2 separate regions of the Rattus norvegicus genome follow, and region 1 is linked to region 2. A link is a contact called in public Hi-C data. All regions are on one chromosome and are shown on one strand. Each heading gives the region's core, a stretch centred on a gene start, on an enhancer-like site or on the middle of the called end of the contact. The rest is flanking DNA. Distances are from core to core; before and after follow the strand shown.

Region 1 (3,529 bases), core at 966-3,465, 150 kb before region 2:
CTAGTCCGATTTATGTGAGCTAAAAGTTATCTATAAGGGAAGACATCTACTGCAGAATTTCCGAGTCAGCTTCCTTAGGAGCAGAAGACAAACTGATCACGCCCTGTTCCCTTCCCGCCCTTTCCAGCCCCACAGCTCCTCTGACCTGGCCTGGCTCCAGTTCCCGCCGCTTCGCTGCCGATTACTGATTGCTGACTTTCCGCGGCTGCTGGGAGTTTTACCTTCCCACGAAGTCCTATGTCCTCCGACTCCAGGTCTGTACCTCGCGATTCCCCGCGGTGCAGGGCCTGGAGCTCTGGACTTGAACGGGCTGATGATACTTCTGTCTTTGGTTCTCTGTCTCAGGTCTCCAGCCTCCCACACCCAGTTTCCAGCTTCCGTTTACGTCACTCCTCTAATTCCTCCCACTCGGAACTATTTTTTTTCAACCCCCACCTAAGGGCTAACAACCTTCCACCATGTTTCTGGGTGTGTATTCCTGCTCGGCGAAGACCGGTCCCTCCCACTCTGTCTCAGGCTTCCTGTCACACAGCTCGAGCTGTCAGGCTGCCCTGGACCCGATCTGCACAGCCTCCCCATGACGACTGCCAGCCTAGACCAGAACTGGGTTTGATAGGACTCTGCACCCGGTATCTGACTCCCCATCCTGGTTTCTGAATCCTTCGCATGCAAAATAGCCTAAAACAAGCCTACTTCATACAAAACAATAACAGGCTAACTTGAGAAGCCAGAGTCCCATCCCCAACACACAAATATGCGAAGCCAAAACCAAAGTCTGAAATTTTGACTTTGGTACAGATATTCAAAGAACTTGGATTTTGAGGGGGAAAAAAGTGTCTAAAAAAGTGTTCGTTTTGCTAACAGCTTAGGGCAGAATTCATTCCGCGATGTACTGCTTTTACCACTAGATGGCGGTCTTGTCATTTTACCAACTCATTTTACTGCTCCGTGACTCAAGCTAAATTTGATATGAAGGGAAACAGATGTCTGGTGGATGCAGACGCTTGGCAAGATGCAAAAGATAAGTAAAGCACATGGTTCTAGTCCTGAAAATGTCTGTTACTCCATACCACCTCCAGCTCTGGGAACACTGAGAGACAAGAGGTGGTTAGGAAGTAAGGGAAAGAGGAGGAAGTAAGACAGGCCATTCTCTAGACTCCATACAACTACTGTAATGAGTAACCAACAGCAACTGTCCTTGGCTGCACTGGCCTCACAGAAAACCACAGTCAGTCTAGGAAAGGGAATGGCTCACTTTATCTCTCAGATGTTGGCTATGGATAGATTGTAGAAGAATCACTGCCTATAGTTGTTATCCTGTGCTGAGCACTCAGGCTCCAGCACATAGCTCCAAACCCAGTCTCACAAATGACTCTAGTTCATCTCAGTGGGTCCAGGCAAGACGAATAGGGATGAACAATCATAGGGTAATTGTTGGAATTGTGGACCAGGACAGGGGAGGGAGGAGATGAGGGTGGGTAGTGTTTGAAATTGGCACAGAAACACACAATGATGTGACGTGTCTGTGTCTGTGAAATATCTAACAGAAAATTTGGGGGACGGGTTATTCATTCCTTCATTGTAGACAGCGTTTCTCTGTATGAACCTGTGTTTAAAGACCTGTGCTAATGTGACCAGACCAGTTGTTTAATTTTAACATCAGAGTGTAATTTCTTTTTGGTTGTACCAGTATGTGGTGGGTTTTTTGTTTGTTGATTTGTTTGCTTGCTTGCTTGTTTTATAGTTTTGGGGGCCAAGATGGCCTTGAACTCACTGAGGTCTGCCTTCCCTGCCTGTGGAATTGCTAGGATTAAAGGCATGCTCCACATGTCAGGTTCATTATCTGCCTTAGTATCAGGTAATAGTCAGGAAGTCTTGATTTTTTTCGGGCAAGAAGTATTAAATGTTAAGTTGATTTGCTGTTAGTTCTTTAAAGTTCTGATAGAATCCTGTCATTCTAGTCATGAGGTTGTTTTAAGGATGGCATTTTATAATTGCTTCAGTCCCATTCTTCCTCTTAGTCTTATTTATATTATTTATTTCATGTTGTTTATACTTCATATGTTACATGCACCTGGAAACTCATCCATTTCAATTTGAGTATCCTATTTGGTACAACAGAAGTCTTTAATGTCAGTAGACAGAAGATCCATTTGTCAACACATTTCTACCAAGTAAGTTGTGACTTTACCTTCGGTAACTGTCAGGACCTCATGACCTGGCAGTGGTGGTGCATGCCTTTAATCCAAGCACTCAGGAGGCAAAGGCAGGCAGGTGTCTGTGAGTTCAAGGCCAGCCTGGCCTACAGAGTGAGTTCTAGATCAGCCAAAGTTACACAATGAAACCCTGTCTCTACAAACAAACAAACCAATGAACCAGAAGAAAAAGGAGAAGGAGGAGAAGGAGGAGGAGGAGAAGGAGGAGGAGGAGGAAGAGGAGGAGGAGGAAGAGGAGGAGGAGGAGGAAGAGGAGGAGGAGGAGGAGAAGGAGGAGGAGGAGGAGGAGGAGGAGGAAGAGAAGAAGAAGAAGAAGAAGAAGAAGAAGAAGAAGAAGAAGAAGAAGAAGAAGAAGAAGAAGAAGAAGAAGAAGAAGAAGAAGAAGAAGAAATAATAAAGGAAGAAAGAGATTAATTAGAAAACAGTATGTGTAGTTGGGAAAGGTCTTGTAAGCCTTCAAACTAAGCACTAACACAGAAAAAAAAGGAACTCTGTGTTCAAGGCCAGTCTAGTCTACATAGAGAATCTAGGATATCTGGCAATACAGAGAGAGATCCTGCCTCAAAATAAAGCAGACTTCTCCCTGAGAAATAGCTTGTATGAAACCAGAATCTTAATGCAAGCTTCCAAAGGAGGAATCTAATGACCATCCTACTCAGTTATGATGCTGTGAACCACATCAACAATCATCTTGGCAGGACAACTCTTAGGGTTCAGTAGTGGCAGGCTCACCTTGGTGGTAACAAACAGCTCTCTAGGTAGACTTAAGACACTTAACAAAAAGAAACCATGACTGATACTAGAACATAACTCAGTGCTGGTGAAGCCAGGAATCTTAGAGGAGAACTAACGATCACCACTTTACTAAACCAGCATAATCCCTAATAAAAATCTAAGCATCTTTCCTTGTACCAACAAATAATTGCAAACTTCTCCCCTCATCAAGGAAACTTCTCTTTCAACAGAGATCACTACAAAAAATCCACAGCTAATCAAAATGTAGAGTTGTAGAGCCCATGCCAAATGGATGCATCTACAAAACACTCAGAGGAGTATTTCTGAAGATGGGGTATTAATATTCAAGAGGGAGAAGATCACAGAGTTTGCAGTGAGATTATTTTTCCTAGTAATATAAGAAGATATATCCATAAAAGCTCAAAAACATGACTCCCCAAACAAGAGCTAAACAAGCACAACAACAACGGACTTGTCAAAGTGGATGGGAAAAGCCAACACGGCCTCAATTCCGGCAGAGTGTACTACAGGCCACTGCAGAATGCTGGGAGCAGGAGTCTCCCTCAGGGATGTGCACA
Region 2 (3,480 bases), core at 372-2,871:
CTACAGTGTACTTATATATAATAAATAAATAAATCTTAAAAAAAAAAAAGACTTGTGCCAACACCAGCTGGCTTATAATGTTCTTTCTAACTGTGAACTGTAACAGATGTGCAACTTGGTCATCATGTTGGTCCCCTAACAACTGGAGCAGAGGCTGTTTCTCTGTTGACTGCCTTTGGATCCCCTTTCCCTAACTGGGCTGCCTTGTCTAGCCTCCATAGGAGATATGCCTAATCCTACTGTATCTTGATGTGCCAAACAGGACGGATATCCATGGGAGGCTTTCCCTTCTCTGAGGATAAGGGGAAGAAGGCGTCGGGGAGGGGAGGAGTGAAGGAGAGGAAGAGTGAGGGACTTGGAGGAGAGGAAACAGTCATGACAATGTACCGTAAATAAACGAGAAAACAGTTTACTTTTAAAAGTTACATTTAAACTATATCTATGAAACTCGCAACAAATATACTTTTAGATTCAATTACATTTCCAGCCATTCCTTATATGACTAGTAGCTAAAATCTCTCTGGGCTGTCAAGTTACCAAGTATGTCCCGGGTATGTCAGAGGAGTTAACGTGTAAGTAAATTTAAAGAGCTTTGTCCTTTACACCTCAACAAAGAGCACTGGTTTACAAATATCAATAGATAAACTCAAATATTCTACTATTCCTATATTTTGAAAATCACATGATCAATGAAAAAACACATCAGGATTATTTCAGTATGCGCTGAAATACATCGAGAATGAAAGAAAATGACAGCGAAATTTCAGAGCTAGCTTACTTATGAACACCAGAAATACTGATCACACCCTGCTCCCTTCCAGCCCGTTTCCCAGTCCCGCAGCTCCTCTGACTTGGGAGGTTTCAGGCACGCGGGGCTATAGTTTCAGCTGCTGAGCTGCTGACTCTCCCAGGATGCCTCGCGCGGCACCACGGTTGCCCGGAGTTTTAGCTTCTTCCAAATCTCGCCCCCGGGCCTGCACCATGCTACTCCCCACGGTGTAGGGCCGCGAGCTCTGGACGAGAACAGGTCATTGACACTTTTGGCTTTGGTTCTCAGCCCGATTTACCTGGCTTCACTCACCTACTTTTCCAGCTTCCGCTCACGTCACCCCACTAACTCCTCCCACTCGGAACGCTTTCTACTGTACCCCTGTAAGGTCCAACAAACATCCTTGCACCCTCCGTTTCCGGGCGAGTGGCCCGGCCCTGCGGAGACCGGTCCCTCCCACTTTGTCTTAGACTGCTTTCCACACAGCTCAGCTTGCCCAGCCTCCCCACATGCTTGCTGCTAGACCAGAAGTGGATCTGGTACGACTCTACACCCTGATATCTGACCCCCGTAGTGAGTACAGAACCCTTTAGATAAAAGACAGGCCGTCTAATACCCCCACTGGACTCAGGAATGCATACTTTATACCAAACAACAACACAGACTGAATTCAGAAGCCCGAGTCCCAACCCCAAAGCACAAACATGAGAAGCCAAAAGCAAAGCCTGGAGTTTTGACTTGGGAAGAGACATGTAAAGAACTTGGATTTTGAAAAGAAGTAGGTGTCTCAAGAAGTCAGTGGTCAACAACCCTTTGGCTATCTGCCCAGGGCAGAATTCATTCTGTGCTGTACTACTTGTACCACTAGATGGCGGTCTTGTCATTTTACTAACTCAGAAAGCTAGTCTGTGACTCATACTTAAGGTGAGAAAAAACAGAATTGTTTGTTTCCTTCCCCTCCCCTCCCCTCCCCTCCCCCCTTCCCTCTCTTCCCCTCCCCTCCCCTTCCCTCTCGCCCCTCTCCTTGAGTGTTGAATGCAGAGACCTTAACTCTCACAGATGCAAAAAATAAATAAGGTAAATAGTTCTAGTCCTAATAAAGTCAGTTACTCCATCCTATCTCTAGCTGTGGGAACACCAAAAGAAGAGTGGTTAGGAAGTAAGAGGGGAAAGGCTAAGAAAAACCATTCTCTAGATTCCATACAACTATTGTAGTCAGTAACCAACAGCAGCTGTCCTTGTCTGCACTGGCCCCATACAAGACCACAGCCAGTATAGGAAAGGGAATGGCTCACTTTACCTGATGTTGGCTATAGATAGACTGTAGGAGAATACTGTTATTCTCTTCTGAGCACATCAGGCTCCAACACATAGATCCAAACCCACATCCTCACAAATGTCTCTTATAAATCTTAGTGGGCTGGCAATATGAAGAGAGATGAACACGACAGAGAGATTTGTTGGAATTGTAGAGCAGAAGAACAGAGGTTTAGGAGGTGAGACTGGTCAATAGTTGATGTGGACACGCAAATGCAATATGCCAGTATGAAATAGCTAATAGTAGAAAACTTGGGGAAGTTCATTCGTTCATTCACTCATTCATTTGGGACAGGTTTTTCTCTGCATAGCACAGTTATTAACGAAGTGTGTTACCACGCCCAGCTCAAAAAACGTTTTAAAAAAAGACTTCTTTTGCGTGAGTGCTCTATCTGCATGTACACCTGTATACCAGAAGAGGGCATCAGAGCCCATTACAGATGGTTGTGAGCCATGATGTGGATGTTGAACTCAGGACTTCTGGAAGGGCACACAGTGCTCTTAACCTCCGAGCCATGTCCCTGCCCCTCAAAATTGTTTTCAAATTACCACATCAGTCTATAATTTTTTTGATTGTATCAGGATCCGGTGGGGGTGCTTGTATTTGTTAAATTTTGGTTGGTTTAATTGTTTGTTTGTTGTTATTGTTGTTTTTTGAGACAGGCTGTTGTTATTGTTGTTTCTTGAATTCACTAAGATCAGCCTACCCTGCCTCTGGAACGCTAGGATTAATGAGATGGTCCACCAAGCCTGGCACAGACTCTGGGTTCATGTCAGGTAATAGTTAAGAGTCAGAAAGTCTTGCTTTTTTGTGTCAGGAAGTAGTAAATGTTAAGTAGCTTTGACATTAGTTATATGAAATAAAGTCCTGTCCATCTTGTGATGGGATTGTTTTATGGATGGCATTTTATGCCCAACAATGGGAAGAGGGAACTCAAGAGTCCACCTCCATAGATAGAAGTGGAAGGACAGGGTTACTAATCCACAGTCAAAATTTCTAACCCAGAACTGTTCCTGTCTAGAAGAACTGCAGGGACAAAAATAGAGAAGTGACTGAAGACAGGAGCCTAGCATGGATGTCCTCAGAGAGGCTCTACCAGCAGCTGACTGAGACAGACACAGATATTTACACCCAACCATTTCACTTAAGTTGGGCCCCTATGGTTGAATTAGAAGAAGGACTGAAGAAGCAGTTGGGGAGGGTGAACCCATAGGAAGACCAGCAGTCTCCAGAGACTAGCCACCAACCAGGCAGCATGCAGGAGCTGGTCTGAGGCCTCCAAATATAGCAGAGTACTGCCTGGGCTGGCCTCAGTGGTAGATGCACTTAATGAGGCCCCAGGGAAGGGCGAAGGCTGGTTGTGGGGAGGACCCTCTTGGAGGCAAGGGGGATG

The links. Hi-C and Micro-C count contacts between places; a contact is called where the count stands out from the background.
Region 1: a contact with region 2 is called in a Hi-C map of liver, with 2.8 times the contacts expected there. The contact joins the promoter of Zfp948 here to the promoter of Zfp51 in region 2. A contact is called at or near these places in 2 of 12 Hi-C or Micro-C datasets (liver and mammary epithelial cells).

Annotation. Positions count from the first base shown.
Region 1 is chr1:70,037,788-70,041,316 of GRCr8, reverse strand. It overlaps Zfp948 (zinc finger protein 948), which reads right to left and starts at 2,215. Exons shown (of 5, transcript XM_063277041.1): 1 at 222-2,215.
Region 2 is chr1:69,884,726-69,888,205 of GRCr8, reverse strand. Zfp51 (zinc finger protein 51) reads right to left here and starts at 1,621. Exons shown (of 5, transcript XM_039100166.2): 1 at 1,082-1,621.